Regions from separate parts of the Mus musculus genome. Here all the other regions are linked to region 1. A link is a contact called in public ChIA-PET and HiChIP or PLAC-seq data. All regions are on one chromosome and are shown on one strand. The core of a region is the stretch at or near the end of the contact, and the rest is flanking DNA. Distances in the headings are between cores, read along the strand shown. Region 1 holds the start of Zap70 (zeta-chain (TCR) associated protein kinase). Region 2 overlaps Inpp4a (inositol polyphosphate-4-phosphatase, type I). Region 3 holds the start of Coa5 (cytochrome C oxidase assembly factor 5).

Evidence for each region. ChIA-PET counts read pairs in DNA pulled down with a chosen protein or histone mark. HiChIP or PLAC-seq counts read pairs in DNA pulled down with a chosen protein or histone mark.
Region 2: a contact with region 1 is called in an H3K27ac HiChIP or PLAC-seq map of regulatory T cell precursor, with 5 times the contacts expected there. The contact joins the enhancer-like site here to the promoter of Zap70 in region 1. A contact is called at or near these places in 5 of 39 promoter capture datasets (the 3T3-L1 cell line, embryonic stem cells, frontonasal cranial neural crest and 2 more), 2 of 484 Hi-C or Micro-C datasets (CD4 T cells and regulatory T cells), 13 of 115 datasets of contacts at active chromatin or transcription factors (DN3 thymocytes, SST interneurons, T-cell acute lymphoblastic leukemia and 9 more) and 2 of 9 other capture datasets (liver and pancreatic islet).
Region 3: a contact with region 1 is called in an RNA polymerase II ChIA-PET map of memory CD8 T cells, with 171 read pairs. The contact joins the promoter of Coa5 here to the promoter of Zap70 in region 1. A contact is called at or near these places in 6 of 39 promoter capture datasets (the C10 cell line, the SN4741 cell line, embryonic stem cells and 2 more), 2 of 484 Hi-C or Micro-C datasets (CD4 T cells and embryonic stem cells), 15 of 115 datasets of contacts at active chromatin or transcription factors (DN3 thymocytes, bone marrow-derived macrophages, effector CD8 T cells and 6 more) and 3 of 9 other capture datasets (adipose tissue, embryonic stem cells and pancreatic islet).

Annotation. Positions count from the first base shown.
Region 1 is chr1:36,760,359-36,763,058 of GRCm38.p6, reverse strand. Zap70 (zeta-chain (TCR) associated protein kinase) reads right to left here and starts at 1,261. Exons shown (of 13, transcript NM_009539.3): 1 at 1,117-1,261.
Region 2 is chr1:37,316,061-37,318,760 of GRCm38.p6, reverse strand. The region is part of intron 1 of Inpp4a (inositol polyphosphate-4-phosphatase, type I); the gene reads right to left. 4930439A04Rik (a long non-coding RNA gene) reads left to right here. Exons shown (of 4, transcript XR_003947777.1): 3 at 2,696-2,700. Among named protein-coding and RNA genes, the nearest start is that of 4930439A04Rik, 17 kb to the left of the region's middle. Within about 2 kb of position 1,425, at least 63 of the 459 cell types and tissues checked have an H3K27ac peak or open chromatin away from gene starts, as enhancers often do. A contact at or near this core is called in T-cell acute lymphoblastic leukemia, bone marrow-derived macrophages, effector CD8 T cells and 4 more, where this site is marked.
Region 3 is chr1:37,428,721-37,431,420 of GRCm38.p6, reverse strand. Coa5 (cytochrome C oxidase assembly factor 5) reads left to right here and starts at 1,318. Exons shown (of 3, transcript NM_198006.4): 1 at 1,318-1,552. The coding sequence starts at 1,454. It overlaps Unc50 (unc-50 homolog), which reads right to left and starts at 1,282. Exons shown (of 6, transcript NM_026123.4): 1 at 928-1,282; 2 at 1-128. The coding sequence starts at 124.

The DNA of each region.
Region 1 (2,700 bases), core at 12-2,511:
CTTTAGGTCAGCATGACCCCGTTCCTGTGGTCCTTGGGCCTGAGCAGGGGTGGTCAGTATAGGGTGGTTCAGATGCTGCAGGCCTCGTGGAAGTTTCCAGAATCTGTGATCAGGGCCTGAGACCCTCCAGAGCTAATGATAACAATTAGCATCCTAACAACCTATTAACTATATGGCACCTATGTCCCTGAACACTGAATGAGGTGTCAGATACAGAAACTGTGAAAGCACAGAGAGGTGGGGTGACTTGCCCAAGGTCACACAGCAATAAAGAGCAGGCAGATCTAAATGGACCCAGGCCCCTGGCCCTAAAAAGTGTAAACTTTAACACCCTCCAGGCTGCTGGCCCACCAGAGCATCTGCGGGGGTTGCAAAGGCAAAACTGAAGGTCAGGTGAACTTTGGGTTTGTCAGAGGAACCTTAGCAGGTGACACCTTCGATTTTCCAACTTAGGACTTGGTGACCCCAATCTTTCAGCAAGGCTTCAGTAAACACCTACTGTGTGTTTGATGTCCTAGCTAAGACAAGAGCAATGAATGTCACTGTGACCGTTCACAGGAACCCTGCTATTTTCTGCCAGGCCTCACTGTCTGAGATACCTCTTCCAGCCTCTTGGCCAACAAACAAGGCAAGCATTTAACAGGCAGCCAACTCTGTATCTGTTTTTTAAATGCAGATTCAGAGAGGCCAAGACAACTGTCAAGAGCACACAGCTACGGAGCAGAGATCTAGTGATAGTTCCTTTCCCCTGCTTTAACATGACCTGACTCCGAGTGGAGCCTGACTCGAGCCCCTCTCCAGAGCTACTGACATTCTGTTGTCCAAGCTCACAGGCCTATTGTACCAGCCTGCCTGTGCTGCTTTCTAAAGCCAAGGAGCCGACCCAACAGGAGTCTAGGAACCCAGAAAAAGACACCGGCACCCCTCGGGTGACCTGTTTCCCCAAGGGCGCCCCTTAGCTCCACCGATTGCAAAGTCTCAGGTCCCTACCACTTGGGCCTACCCAAGCCCAGCCTCAGGCCCCTGCGGACCCCACCCTCCTCACACAGAGATCAGAGTAAGGGAGTGACACCCAGTCACACTCCCTCCACCAAAGGCTAAAGGGTGGCCACTCACCTGGACACCCTCGAGGCTATCACAGCTCACAGGGTACGGCAGGGCCCAGCCGGAAGGCCTGGTGTCCCCAGAGCACTTTTTCTCACCAGCACCTTTCTTTGCAGCTCAGCCTATTTCCTTGATGCGAAGACAGGAAAGAGAGCCGTGTTTGAAGTTGACGTCAAAGCAACAAAATGCTGTGTGGAAGGAAAATCACAGGCCACATGCTCCTGGCGGGGCAGAGCACATTTCCGGGGTCACGCAGTACCAGCCGCAGGGTGTCGGGAACACAAGAGGAAGGTGGGGATTGTAGCAGCCAGGGATTGGGGCAAAGGCTGCTTCCCACAGTGAGCCCCCACCTGAGGGGGGCACCTGGAGTGTTGGGGGAAGGGCAAGTTCTGGAAAGGAGGGGTCCCCAATGTGTTCCTGTCCTAGATAAGGTTGCTATTACTGTGATTAACACAGTGACCAAAGCAAGTTCGGGAGGAATGGGTCTACCTGGCTTATACTTCCACAGCTAATTATCGAAGTATGTTGGAGCAGGAACTCAAACAGAGCAGGAAGCTGGAGGCAGGAACTGATGCGAAGGCCATGGAGGGCTGCTGCTTACTGGCTTGCTCAGCCTGATTTCTTCTAGAACCCACGACCACCAGCCTGGGAATGGCTCCACCCACCATCAGACGCCCACAACGCAACCTTATAGAAGCGTTTTCTCAATTGAGGTTTCCTCTCAGATAACTATAATACGTGTCAAGTTGATATAAATCTAGACAGTACAGTGCCCAATTTCTTGGAAGCATCCAGGGGCAGGCCTCTGCCGGAACCCTAGAGGCAGGCTCTAAAGCTCTAAAGCTGGGGTGAGGGAGGGGTGAGCCCACTGGGACTCCAGAGCTAGGCTGGTGTTCACCTAGAAAAAGCCACGATGGCAGGGTTATTCTACAGGAGCTCTGGGAAGAACTGGCTCTGGAGCTGGGACAAGTAGGCGGGGTCCCCCGACACTCATACACTCTAGTCCAGCCCCACAAGGGTCTACCACCTTGACCACTTCACATATCTAGATCATACTAGAAATGTGCATTGCCCCAAGGTCTCTGGGAGCCACACCAGTTACTTGAAAGCATCAGGGGCCGGGGATGGGGGTTGGGGGTGGGGGAAATGGGCGGCATTCTCCTCCTCCGAGGTGGGAATCTCCAGTGCTCAGAGAAGGGACATCTTGGTCTCAGCAAGCCACAAGCCCCTTCCTGTCCCACTTCGTGTCCAGAAGCTTGCGACTGGAAACAGTGTCATAGCTGCAGCCCGCAGTATGTCTGCTTCACTGAGGAGAGGATGCAGATCGCCACAGATAGGAGCATTGTCCCATGAGGTGGCAAGAGGGAGGCACGTCCTTTGAACTTCAGAGGGAAGGGCTACCGGATGCTAGGGAACTCAGCGCGTCTGGTGGGAGGGGGGGTGTCCAGTAAACTGTGAACTCAGAGCCTAGGAAAAAAATTGAACCTGTGCCCCAACACCTCCAGGTGTGCCTCTGAGGAGAAGCAACCTGGCCTCCTCTAGGAAACCTCCCTCTGCCTCACACTGGCCAGAGAGGCCCGAGTGCGCAGGCAGCTG
Region 2 (2,700 bases), core at 176-2,675, 560 kb before region 1:
CAGGAAGTGGCTATGAAGCAATCCATACACTCCTTGGCACATGGTAGAAACTCAAGAAATCCCACCTAGTAAAGAGTGCCCTGCCACACTCTGTAGACTAAGTAAGTTTCTCTCCAACAAAGCCTTGTGCTGGGTAGCAAGCTCTGTGCTCTACAAACAAAAGCTCCTTCATGTGGCTTGTCTAGCCTGATCCTGTCTTTAAAGGGAGTGTCCCAAGGCTGCCTAAGGACTCAACTCATTCCATAGGACATGGTTTTACCACAGTCATGTGTCTTCATGCCTGCTACGATTAATTCTAACAGTTCATAGATGAACTGTGCTATGATCTCATGGAGCAGACCCTCCATCTCGGGATGCTATGCCGCATCTCCTTCAGCCGCACCCACCCTCCAGGTAAGAGAAGCGAGTGGCAGGCTGACAAGCAGATGATAGCACTGACTAGCACTTGACCCTCAGATCGCCCCGCAGTAACTTTTCATGTGAAGAGCTCCCTCTCCTCCGCAGCCCTCTGCTGACTTCTTTAGCCTTTGCTCTGGGCACTCCAACTCTCCCCTTCCCTCTTGAGGAGTGAGTCCACATGTTGAAACCCACTGCATGCAAGAATTCCACTTCCTACACTGTTTTCAAGTCGCCCCACCCTGCAGACTGCAGCCTCAGCTTCCTCTGGGTTTTCAAGGATGAGGAGGTCTTGTGATCCTGACAGCCTTTCTGCTGCCTGCTCTGATCGAGGCATTAAGACTGTCCCAGGGATCCTGCCACCCAGCTTCAACCTTCTTCCTCAGGCTGCAATGTGACTAATGTTTGAGGGTCATGTCTCTCACAGAGCCACAAAAGCCCTACCACATCAAGCCCAGGGTGGAGCCTCAAACCTCAAGAGAAAAAGTTGTTCCCTTCTTGAAAGCCACCATCTCACCTGGCATCTCTGCACCCTTTGTCTGGCGGGTCAAGGCTGGGTTTCCTCGGTGCAGACCTTGCACTCAAAGCTGATACTCCAAGGGCAGGAAGCTGACAGTGGGTACACAGAGTAAGGCGTGGCTGGGAGCAAGGGACGCCTTAATATTCTTCATGTCCCCACAACCAGCACTACACAGGGCAGACCCCAAAGGGCTAATTTCTAAAGTGTGTCAAGCTTCTACTTGCCCACATGGCTCCAGTCTCCCCTAAGCCTCATACAGGGGGCTCAGAAGTACTCTCATAGGTGCCTACAAGCTCTCTGCAGATGGTTATCTGTTCTGTTCTCTGGTGTATGTCAAGGATTGCAAGAGTGGTTTCCCATGTGCCCCAAGAACTACCAGCTAAACAAATGAGTAACAGGCAGGTAGGTGTGTGTCCAAGACTGCCTCCAGCTCAATCCTGAAGGTCCTCACAGAAACCTCTGCTCCCGTGACACTGCTCTGACTACTTTCCATATCCATTTGTCATGAACTGCCGTGCTCTCAGAGGGCAGGAACTGAAGGAACTGAAGCAGGAACTGAAGCAGCCTCATGCTGCTCTGCTGTGGACTTATGATACCCTTGCCCTCAGACACAGTTTATACTTGCTGAAGCCCACAGAGCCACCAGGAGTGCACAGTCAATACCAGCCCAGCCAGACAACACTGCTGCAGGAAGCCGGGCCATTCTGCTCCTGGCTGTCAAAAGAGGTCCTTCTTTACATACTTGACATGGCTCCACTGGGGACAGGCAGAACAAAGCCCCTCAGAGCCACTGTTCCTAAAGCCAGAGCCAAAGACATCACTAACAAAGTTCATTCAGGACACAGGGTTATTTTTAAAGGTCTTTGTAGCAACTAAAAGACACTGTTTTGAAAATGTGTAACTAGTATTGATAAGTAACAACTATTAGCTGTCCTCTGTAATACACAAAAAGTCACAGATCATTTCACAGATTAAATAAACACAGAGGTGCTAATCCAAGCCCATACTCTCCTTGCAGCCAGAGTGATACTCAGTCCTACAGAGCTCTGGCCCTAGAGGAGAGACAGAGGGTTCAAGCCAGCCTCTAACTGCTAACATATTGATGGCAAGTACAGGCTGGAAAGAGCCTAGCACACCCAAAGAGAAGACTGCAAACCTCCTTATGCTTCAATGATATACAGTAATGAGGAGAGGAGAGTGCACACAAGTATGAAGTGTGATACTATGGTGTGAAAAAGTGGTCAGTGTATACATAAGCATGTCTCATACAGAGTTTCACAGATCACATGGCACTTGTGTCTGCAGGGAAGGGATCTTGTGGCTGCAGATGGGATGAGGCGAGGGACAGACTTGGCCATATGTAGTGCTATATATTATAACGTGCCTATGTGCATATGCGTGTGTACATGTATGTGTGTGTGAGCACACATGAGTGTACAGACAAATAAATGGAAGGGGTGTGTGTATGGGTGCACACATGCATGAAGATGCACCTGCCTGTAGTACGGAGGCCACATGTCAATCTTGGTTATCAGTCCTCAGAGGCCATGCACTTTGTGTTTGAAGCAGGAGCTCAGTAAAGGTTGGACAGGCTGGCCAGCAAGCCCAGCAATGTGCCTACCCATCCCTCTTCAGAGCAAGCCCTAAGTGTTAACACTATCCTAGAACCCATATACCAGGGGTTCTCTTCTTCCTCATGGTCAGCAATGTTTCACGTGCGGCTTGGAGGGGGGAGGTCTGTACTTGCTTAGAGCAGGGTTCCCTTCTATCACTTCACAGATACA
Region 3 (2,700 bases), core at 69-2,568, 670 kb before region 1:
GAAATCGAAAGAGCCTTCTGAGGTACTTGTAGCGTTTTGCTCCAGCCGTGTGCCTTGCTGCATCCCTGGAATTTAATACTCCATTCCCGTGCATCGAAGAACTCAAGGAAGTACTTGGTAGCATCTTCCTAGATGGAATGAGAACATTTCTCTTAGATGTAATCTTAAATGTAATTATTTGGCTACTAGAACTCCTCGTCAGCGCTATGACGTTTTCTCTTGCCACCTTCAGAAAGGATTAGGGGCCAGAAGCTATAGAGTTGGTTCTGGGGCTTGTCTAGGGGCTGGCCAAGGGTAATGCCATCAAGGCAGTACCACAAACTCCTGTATCACCTGAAACAAGCACTTAACTTCAGTCGATGGTTTCCCAACCTTCACCTCAATCAAGCCTTTGACAGCTGCAGTAGCTCACTACTGATAATGGAGGCCAAGGAAAAAGCAGCACAAGGGGGTGTGCAATGACGTCCTCATTAACACGGGACAATGACCGAACACTGGTTCAAAATTCCGTGTTTGTAATGACCAAGATTTAAAACAAACAAAAAGTTTAATCTAAAAGCAAGGTTACTGAAAAAGTAAGACACACAGTTTATTTGTACAAGTCCATCGGCGATGGCCAGCAAGTCCCTGGTTATTCAGAATGTGACAATAAAAATTACACTCCTTGATGGTTTTACTCCTAGGATGGCTGGGTAGGAGGAATAACAGCGCGAAGGGGCCAGTCCAACTAGTCCGAAGCTAAATGACTGCTGGTCACCGCCCAGCCTACCTGCCCTCCGCGGCGCGGCGCGGCGCCCCGCCCCGCCAGCAGGTCTCCATTACCCCAAGCCTCTGTCAACTAAAAATACAAACGGCCCAGTGACATTTGACTTAAGAACAAGCAACGACAAGGTTTCAGGGTGTGTGTCTCCTTGCAAAATTTCAGACCTGCTTAGAATAGAAAAACGGCTCTAATCCTGCGATTCCCACGTAAGCGGCTGTCTTTGGTTTTACCCAGCAGCTCCACGGCGGGCCTAGGACTCGAGCTGCCGGGCGCCGGCCGGTCCCTCGCCCAGCCGCTGAGACGCCAGGTCGCGAGCTAACCGTGGAAACGGCCGACGGCACGAACGCCACCCTGCGCACACAGAGCAGGCCGCACCTGAAGGCCCTCGAGGCCTCGTCCTGGGCCCGGGACTACCGCCACCTTCCCAGGGCAGCCGAGCCCAGCCGCCGCTGGGGCCACTTCCCTTCCCGCTACGTAGCCCGCACTTGCGGCGCTCTGTATTTACGTTACGGACACGCACTTCCGCCACGCGTGCGCATACCCTGAAGAGTCGCACTCCTGGCGGAAGTTGTTGAGACTTTCTCCCACCCTCGCCGGTAGCTTGCCAGTGGGCGTGTCCCACGCCCTTCCGGGCCGTGCGGGGTGACCGAGGGCCGTGATCCAGTGTGGTGAGGGCGGTGGGTCCCCGCCATGCCCCGGTATTATGAGGACAAGCCGGAGGGCGGCGCGTGTGCGGGCGTGAAGGAGGATCTGGGTGCATGTCTGCTGCAGTCTGCCTGTGTGCTCCAGGTAGCGGATCTGGGTGGCAGAGCTCAGTCAAGACTGGCTCCATGATGGCCTGCGAGGGGAGGTCACGTCGAGGGTAGAGGTCGCGCGTCCGCTCCTGACTTTGGACAGGTCTCTTGAGCTCGCATCCCCAGTTCTTACTGGTGTTAAGTGGGAGATAACTTACTACCCACCTAAGGATTTTGTAAACCTTCAGCCAGCTCTGTTCAGGAAGCGATCCCTGAGTGCTGGCACGCGCCACCAGAGACTCCCACTCTAAGGGCAGCTGCCAAGGCCTGTGCCTGCGCCGCATGGCTACTTGATCTGTGGTGGAGAGTTTTGGTTCCTTGGCTTCTAGAATATGGAAGTATCTCATGGTGTGCCATAGTTTCTCTCTGCCGATCTTTAACCTATCTTAAACCTATAGCATTGCATTCTGGGAGGAATTCAACATAAGCCTTTATACTATGTGCTGCCTTGGGAAACAGGCGAGGAATGAGAAGGGCTCAGAGAAACGTAGGGTATGAACTCAGATGATCACAACGTACCTTCCAGTGGGGGATAGTGAGGAGAAAGGGGAGTGGGGAGAAGGTTCAGAACTTTCTCAAAAATAGACTTCTTAAGATTTTATGACTCTTGGAAAACCAGAAAAGTTGAAACTTCCAGAGGGAACTCAGTATGGTTTTCCCATTACTGACCTTGACCTCAGAAGAGCAAGGCCTCTTGCCCGCTGACTCATCTCTCCAGCCCCTCCACCTTATTACTTGAGATAGCATGTCAGTGGACCTAATTGGCTAGCCTAACCAGATCTGCTTGGCTCCACTCCCATTCTGGGATAAACGACTTCTGCCACCATGCCCAGCTCTTTATGTGGGTGCTGAACTGGGAGCTCTCATGCACAGCAAGCATTTTCTTTACTTAGCCACTTTGCCAGCCCCTCCCTATTAACATTTATATACAGAGTTTAGTACTAACACTAAAAGGTCTTTATTTTAACACATCCAATTCATGGTTCTCATCCATAGGAAGGCTTATACAAACATTGACGATATGTCCTAAAAATCTTAGGCTCTGGGGGCTGGAAAATAGATGGCTCAGTGGTTAAGAGCACTTGTTGCTCTTACAGAGGGTCAGGATTTGGTCCTAGCAGCCATAAGGTGGTGCACAATCAT